Regions from separate parts of the Pan troglodytes genome. Here region 2 is linked to region 1. The links are chromatin contacts, called in public HiChIP or PLAC-seq maps. All regions are on one chromosome and are shown on one strand. The core of a region is the stretch at or near the end of the contact, and the rest is flanking DNA. Distances in the headings are between cores, read along the strand shown. Region 1 holds the start of ETNK1 (ethanolamine kinase 1). Region 2 holds the start of ST8SIA1 (ST8 alpha-N-acetyl-neuraminide alpha-2,8-sialyltransferase 1).

Region 1 (3,582 bases), core at 585-3,084:
TTCAATGTCATTTTAACAAGTTCAGTAAAAAAACCCTTTTGAGATTTTAACTGGAATTGCATTATATGTACTGATTAGTTCAGGGAAAATTGAGGCCTTTACATTAATCTTTTCTCATTTATGAATATGGTTCATTTCTCCATTAATTTTATCCATGGATCCTGTACATTTTCGGTTACTTTTGTTCTCAGGTACCTAATAGTTTTTTTTTCTTTTCTTCTACTTGTTAATGGACTCTTATTTACCATTACAAACTAGTGCACTTTGCAACATAATTTTCAATTAAATTATTTTACAGTTACATAGTTTTAAAATTCTTTTTTTTTCTTTTTAGTTTTAAAATTCTTAAAATGTCAACTGCTTAATAAAAAATACAATTTATACAAAAATACAAGAGATACTATCTGAAATGTGAAAGTAGTAGTATATTTATGATTTCTTCCCAAAGTGGAAGGAACACACACTCTAATGTTTCTTGTAGAAAATTATGCCTAAATCTGGCAGGGCGCGGTGGCTCACGCCTGTAATCCCAGCACTTTGCGAGGCCGAGGTGGGTGGATCACCTGAGGTCAGGAGTTCGAGACCAGCCTGGCCAACATGGTGAAACCCATCTCTACTAAAGATACAAAAATTTGCTGGGCGTGGTGGCACGCGCCGGTAATCCCAGCTACTCGGGAGGCTGAAGCAGGAGAATCCCTTAAACCCGGGAGGCGGAGGTTGCAGTGGGCCAAGACCGCGCCATTGCACTCCAGCCTGGGCGACAGAGTGAGGCTCAAAAAACAAAACAAAACAAAAAACAGAAACAAAAAACAAACAAAAAAACCACTAAATTTGAAAAATGTTAAATCAACTTCTTTGCTGTATTATAAAGCTCCATTTCCACCCCTCTTTTTAGTTTAGGAAGTTTACCGTTATCGGTGAAGTAATTATTTTGTTAATTACAAAGGTAAGTAGGTTCTTTCTGAACAATCAGGATGTAAACTTAATGCTAGTGAAGTAATTAAACATTTTGAATGTTAATTAAACTCAGTCCAGTTAAGGGTTTTATTTACTACTAACAAACGTATTCACCGTGTGCTAAGTGCTGCAGGGAATCCCAGCCCGTTTTCCTCCATCTAAAAGGAAAATTAGGAGGTCCCAATACTTTACTTGTAGATTTTCCAGTTTCTACCATTCCCTGTAAGGCACTGAGACGCAGGATTTCAAGCCCCACTCGGGGTACCCTGGCATGGACATCGAGTCGTTCTAGCGCTGAGCTTCAAAACTATTCCTTTCCTTCCCTTTCTTCTTCATACCAGACTCTAACCTGTTCTCCCTAGCTTCGAATTATTCACTGTATGGTCGAACATCTTACTCCACAAATAACTTCTGAAGTGTTGCAGTTGTCTTACCCAAATACCTGAACTCAGCTTGTCCCGAGTACTGCGATCCCGTGTACTGCTAATGGGAATATAGTTAACCCAACTAGTATGAGGTCCCCAGTACACAGCAGCTCCAAGATCAAGGCGACCGAGTAACACTGCTTGCCTAGACTCAGGCCAAGTTCGGAGAGTGATCCTGGGGTTATTTTAGAACGTGTCCCTTGCTTCCCAGAAAAATTCAGTCGTTAACTCAAGTCCGGATGCCCAATGACCATTCGGATAAGGTGAGCTAAAGCTTCAATGCCTTGAGGGGCTTGGCAGGGCTCGGGCTCATCCAGCAGAAGCAGCCCCGCTTTCCAGACTAGCAGTTCCCAGGGATGGGTGTGTGCTAATCGCAGGCCAACAAGCCCAGCGCGGTACAGAGGTCCCATTGTGACCGGAGGCGAGAAACCCCGCCTCGGCACCCTGACGCAGCGCAGGACCCGCCCCGCGCGTGACGCCAGCGTCAGGCCAGCCCCGGCATGCTCTGCGGCCGCCCGCGGTCCAGCGCCGACAACAGGAATTTTCTCCGAGAGCGGGCCGGGCTCAGTTCAGCTGCTGTCCAGACCCGGATCGGCAACAGTGCCGCCTCCAGACGTTCTCCTGCCGCTCGCCCGCCCGTCCCAGCGCCCCCAGCCCTCCCGCGAGGGCGCCCCGGGACGGAAGGATCCACCAGTCTGTCGGCGCCCGCCGTTCTCGTGGTCGCCGTCGCCGTCGTCGTGGTGGTAGTCTCCGCCGTCGCCTGGGCCATGGCCAATTACATCCACGTCCCTCCCGGCTCCCCGGAGGTGCCCAAGCTGAACGTCACCGTTCAGGATCAGGAGGAGCATCGCTGCCGGGAGGGGGCCCTGAGCCTCCTGCAACACCTGCGGCCTCACTGGGACCCCCAGGAGGTGACCCTGCAGGTAACGCCCACACCTCAGCTCTGGGTCTCTTATGCCCCTCACGCGGCTCTGGGGGTCCTCACCACAATCGCCTCTGTCCCACGATGACCGAGGAGGACCTAGGGCAACATCTCCTTAAGTCTATTGGGAAGTGACCCTGTATTTCCCCTCACACCTAGGAGGGTCACTCCCCCTTCCCGTCGCAGTTGCTCTTTGAGATTGACCTGAGGCACATTTTCTCTTTCTAGAAGCCGCTGCGTAAGTGACGGACTCATCCACGGGGGGAGATTCCTGCTGATAGTTGCCCCTCCTCCCACTCCCCAGTCCACGGTCACTGCAAAATGAACCTTTCCACTCCGCTTGCACGGGGTCCTCTTCTACCTCCTCCCCTCCCACCAGTAATGCAGTCATTAATCCTCTCTGATCTTTCCTTCCTCTCCCCTCCCCCTGCGATGTGCTTTCATTGATGCCTCACACTGCGTTTTGTCTTCCCAAACCCTGGCGTACTCTATTCCCAAAGTAATGACCACGACCATGCATCGCTGGGTCGGTTCTTAGGTAGCACCACACACATTGTTTTGTTTGAGTCGATATTTCTGAATTATTAAAGTCGTCTTACTGAAATTAATACGTGATACTAGAAGGAGCAGTGGCTTGTGACTATTTCCTTTTCATGAGACACCGTGTTGATAGAGAAAAAATTGGGAGGAAAAAAATCCCTGAGACTCTAGGAGTTCTCTAATAAGTTGGAAGTTATGATTTCCACTACGTGATTTTTTTTGAATACTAATCTGTTTTTAGCTTTAGTTTCAGGAACTAGATACAAAAATAGATCTCTTTTTCTCCTTTTCCCTTGCAAACAAAAAAAACAGTAATTTTCAAGATTGGGATATTTGGGATTTGTTCTAAATCTGAGCAATAATGTAAGAACATTCATTTGAATTAGCCAAATCATCTGCCTCGTTTTGATGACTAATTTATTCACCAATATTTGTTGATTTATTTGCTAAATTCTTCGCTAAACTAGCCAGCCACCCATACAAAGATGAATAAAACATGAGCAGTGCCTAGGGCCCAGAACAGTTCCTGACACTTGGGTTTTCATGTGTTAGTTTCAGTTCTTATTACCTAGAAGAGTTTTTAAGCAGATTATTTTAAAGGACCCGTATGTTTTGGAAAAGAAACTTGTTAGACAACAAATTTTGAAATTTAAGGGAGTATTTGTTAGCCGAGTATATAGGAAATAGTGAATCCAAAGTGATTTTTATGTCATTTAAAAAATATATTTCCTTTAAAGG
Region 2 (3,582 bases), core at 345-2,844, 290 kb before region 1:
TTCTAAAAAGGGAGAAGGAAAGTCCTCCCTTCCAAGGAGAATGCAGTTGCCTTCCTCTAAACAAATTGGCTCTGTTATCTTTTTAATCCTCTTTCCAGGAGGAGGCCTGAGAAGGAGATGGAAACCATATGTTTAAAAAGTTTTTTAAAATGTATAGATGCTCCTGAATATTTGTAAATAACTGCAGTGAAAAATGTTTACATTAGAACTCACCTGCCCTTGCACTGATTAGAAAGATCCTCTACAGAGCAGAGGAGATCATTTCCAACCACCCAGACCACTACAATCACAGGAAGAAGCCAACAGCAGCATCTTCAGCCCTAGAGACTAAAGGTGAAAGGGGCACCTCGCAGTGGTGGAAGCACCCGTGTGTTCCCTCAACATGCCTGGGGAGGTGGAGAGGAAGGGGAAGCAGCTCTGCCTTCCCTCCAATCTAACTACACAACCCCTGCTGCCGTAACTTATTTTTAGACATTTAATCTAAAATTCCCAGAAAGGAAGCGGATCTACAACCTCTGAGTGATCCTCAGAGTTCTGATTTCCAACCTGGCTTGGGGATTTTGTTTGTTTTCTGACTTCAGGTGCCTACTTAAAGTACATCTCCCATCTTCCAGAGGCATCCACAGCCTAAGCCAATAAAAAGAGCTGGGAGCTTTGGAGCTTTAAGTGATGAAAAATCCAGCACCCACAGGTCAAAAGTAATGACCTTGGGGAAGTTACTCATCCTTCTAAAGAATCAATTTGTGGTCAACAAGATGAGATAATAATACTAGAAAGCTGTTCGAGATTTCAACACAAAAATTGCACAGTATCGTCTCTTAGTAGGATGTCAGTCAGTACTATGCACTTGCTGTGGGCACACTGCGCAAAGCTGCGGGATCCGTCCATGTATCTACTGCCCATCACTCCGACGTTGGGAACTTATGTTACCGACTGTGCACTCCACCTCGGGGAGATGCCTTTTACCTGCTTCTTGTTCCCTACAGCTTCAAATGTCTGCAGAGCCCAAGAGGTAAATTCTCATTAAGTGCAAGAGACTAAGTTATCCTGGGTTCTCCTTCCCTCTGTTTTGTTTATCCGTAAATTGTTAAATAAAACTCCGCTTTGGGAAGAAATGCGTCGAGTCTTTACATGCGCAAAGCAGGTGTCTGCACATCTCTGGGGATCAGGGGTGGGGAAGGAACCCTGACTAAAGTCTCCAGGTTGGGAATGGCACAAATGGAGGGAAAGGACATGGAAGAGCGGATGAAAGGGATGCCTCTGCGAGGCGGTGCAAGGCGGTCCTCGCCGGTGACCCTGTCCTCTGCACTCGGGGAGGAAAGGACGCTAGAGGGGAGGAGCCGCGAGGGCAGGAGTACCTGAACGCTCTGGCCGCGGTCTGGTTCCTCCTCCACGCCGTGCCCTGTTGCAGCACCCCCTGCACGATCTCTTTCTCGTTGGGCAGCCGGTAGACGGGGAAGATGTAGAGCCAACAGAGGACCACGACACAGAGGGCACTGGCTCCCATGGGCAGCCGGGTCCGCGGGAACTTCCACGCCAGTACAGCCATGGCCCCTCTGGACGTTTGTCGCCGGGCCCGCCCGCAGGGGCTCATCGCAGCCCCGGCGTCCCAGGGGCGGGGGCCGGGGCCTCAGCACAAAGCTAGGCGAAGTGGCAGCGGAGGGTCCCCCACCGCCAGCCCCCCATGCACACACACCTTTGGTTCTCTTACTTGCAAGCGCACGCACGCTTCTTCGGCCCGGTCGGCCCCAAAGGTCAGCGCAAGGATTTTTTCAAATGCAACTTTTCCAAGGATTTCTTTCTAGGGGAAGTGGCTGGGGGTGAAGTCACGATCTATGGCCATGGTCGCTTCCCCTGCAGAAGGCGGGCGCTGGGGTCTCCGAGTGCGCAGAGAGCGGCGGCGGCGAGTCGCTCCCGCCGGTTCTGCAGCATCACGGTCGCCCTCGGCGAGGGTCCGGGAGAAGGCTCGGCTCCCTCCCAGACATTTGGCCCGTGGCGTCCCCTTGTCCCCTCCGAGCGATGCTCCTGCGCCCTTCGCCGCCTCCCGCGCTGCTGCGCCGCCAGGCAACCCCCCCCCACCCACCCGCCCCGAGACGCGCTCTCTGCGCCGCACCAAGTCCTTGGAAATTTCCACGACGGCCCGGGACCGCTATCCTGCCCCGGGCTCCTCCGCCTCGCCCGCCGGGACCCTCGCTCTCCACCCCTCCCGGAGAAGAAAAGAACTCGCTCTCATCAGTTAATTCAGCGGCGCGCCGCAGCCTTCCGCTGCGCCCCGGACTTCGCAGACAAACGCCCAGGGATTGGTGGAAATCAAGGTCTCCCCCTCCCTCCCCCACCCGCAAAATTGCCTCCTTCGACCCGATCCGAGCCGCGACACTCGCCCAGAGCGCGCAGCCCTCACTCGTACCCTTGTTCTTTGGAGATAACGGCAGACAATAAAAAACAACAGCCCCCCGCCAATAGAAATATATCAGTCCCTGAGTGTGGCGGAGACTGGCTAATATCCTGATCCTTCGACAAGCGGCCGGTGTGCCCAGGCTGTCACCCTGCTGCCGTCACCCTAGTCTTTCTCTAACTGGTTGGATATTAACCCGCAGCCAGGCGCGAGGAGGCTGGCGGAGATTTATTCCTTCCTGGGCCCCCACCCCCATTAGCCGGTCCCGGACCCGCGGCCCGTGTGTGTGTGTGCGCGCGCGCGCGCACACACACACACACACACACACGCACACACGTTCACGGGCGCAAGCGAGCGCGCGCACGAGGAGGTGCGTGCACTCCGGGGTCCTCCGCCTCGCCTCCTCCCTGAAAGGAAAGACAGTGCTGCATCCAGATGTGCAGGCAGCTGGTGCCCAAACACTAGACCTCAAGATGTCACATTGCCTTGGAGGCGCGCGGCCTTTTAGATTAAAGGACCGTTGGTTCTTAGACGTCCTTCTTGCCCTTCTTGCTTGTGATAAGCGATAAGCTTATCGCAACCCCGACCTTGGAAAAGCGCCACCCGCCTTGACCCACCGAGCCGAGAGAGTCGCTGTTAGCCATTTCTGCTCGCCCCGGCGGCCGACGCATAGCTCGGGTACCTCCTAGCGGTCGCCTATTCTATTTGCTTAAGCATCTCGTCAAGCATAAAGTGTGCAAGGACAAAGAAGAAACCTGGTCAGCTTAGTCATCACGAAAACAAAATCTAAGGCTATAACTCCATTTGTTCAGCCGACCAGGCTGCGGTGCCTGGTATCTTTGTCTAGCATCCGTCTCCACTGAGAGGTGGAACTTGAGAAGTTGATGCAAAGTTAGTTTTCGAAAAGCGAAGTAGCATCCCAGATGACCACTTTAGTGTCATTTTCTCAACAATACTGTGCTCTTAGTTGAGTGACCTACTGCCCTCCACCGGCAGGCATGCCCCAGAAATCTCTGTCCTACTTAGGTAAATCAGTAGAGACAGGGGAAACCTTGAAATCCCAGTCACATCTTACCACAGTGGAGGCTGATACAGATTCTTTAAAATGAAGATCATCTTAAGTCCTGCAAAGTAACCAGCCAACTCTCTTCTATCCTGGAAAAGGGGAAGGGAAGGGGGGGCTTTTC

The links. HiChIP or PLAC-seq counts read pairs in DNA pulled down with a chosen protein or histone mark.
Region 2: a contact with region 1 is called in an H3K4me3 HiChIP or PLAC-seq map of stem cell-derived excitatory neurons, with 2.0 times the contacts expected there. The contact joins the promoter of ST8SIA1 here to the promoter of ETNK1 in region 1. A contact is called at or near these places in 1 of 7 Hi-C or Micro-C datasets (stem cell-derived neural progenitor cells) and 1 of 1 datasets of contacts at active chromatin or transcription factors (stem cell-derived excitatory neurons).

The regions. Positions count from the first base shown.
Region 1 is chr10:72,915,281-72,918,862 of NHGRI_mPanTro3-v2.0_pri, reverse strand. ETNK1 (ethanolamine kinase 1) reads left to right here and starts at 1,834. Exons shown (of 8, transcript XM_009425734.5): 1 at 1,834-2,305. The coding sequence starts at 1,883.
Region 2 is chr10:73,200,045-73,203,626 of NHGRI_mPanTro3-v2.0_pri, reverse strand. It overlaps ST8SIA1 (ST8 alpha-N-acetyl-neuraminide alpha-2,8-sialyltransferase 1), which reads right to left and starts at 1,594. Exons shown (of 5, transcript NM_001037303.1): 1 at 1,359-1,594. The coding sequence starts at 1,594.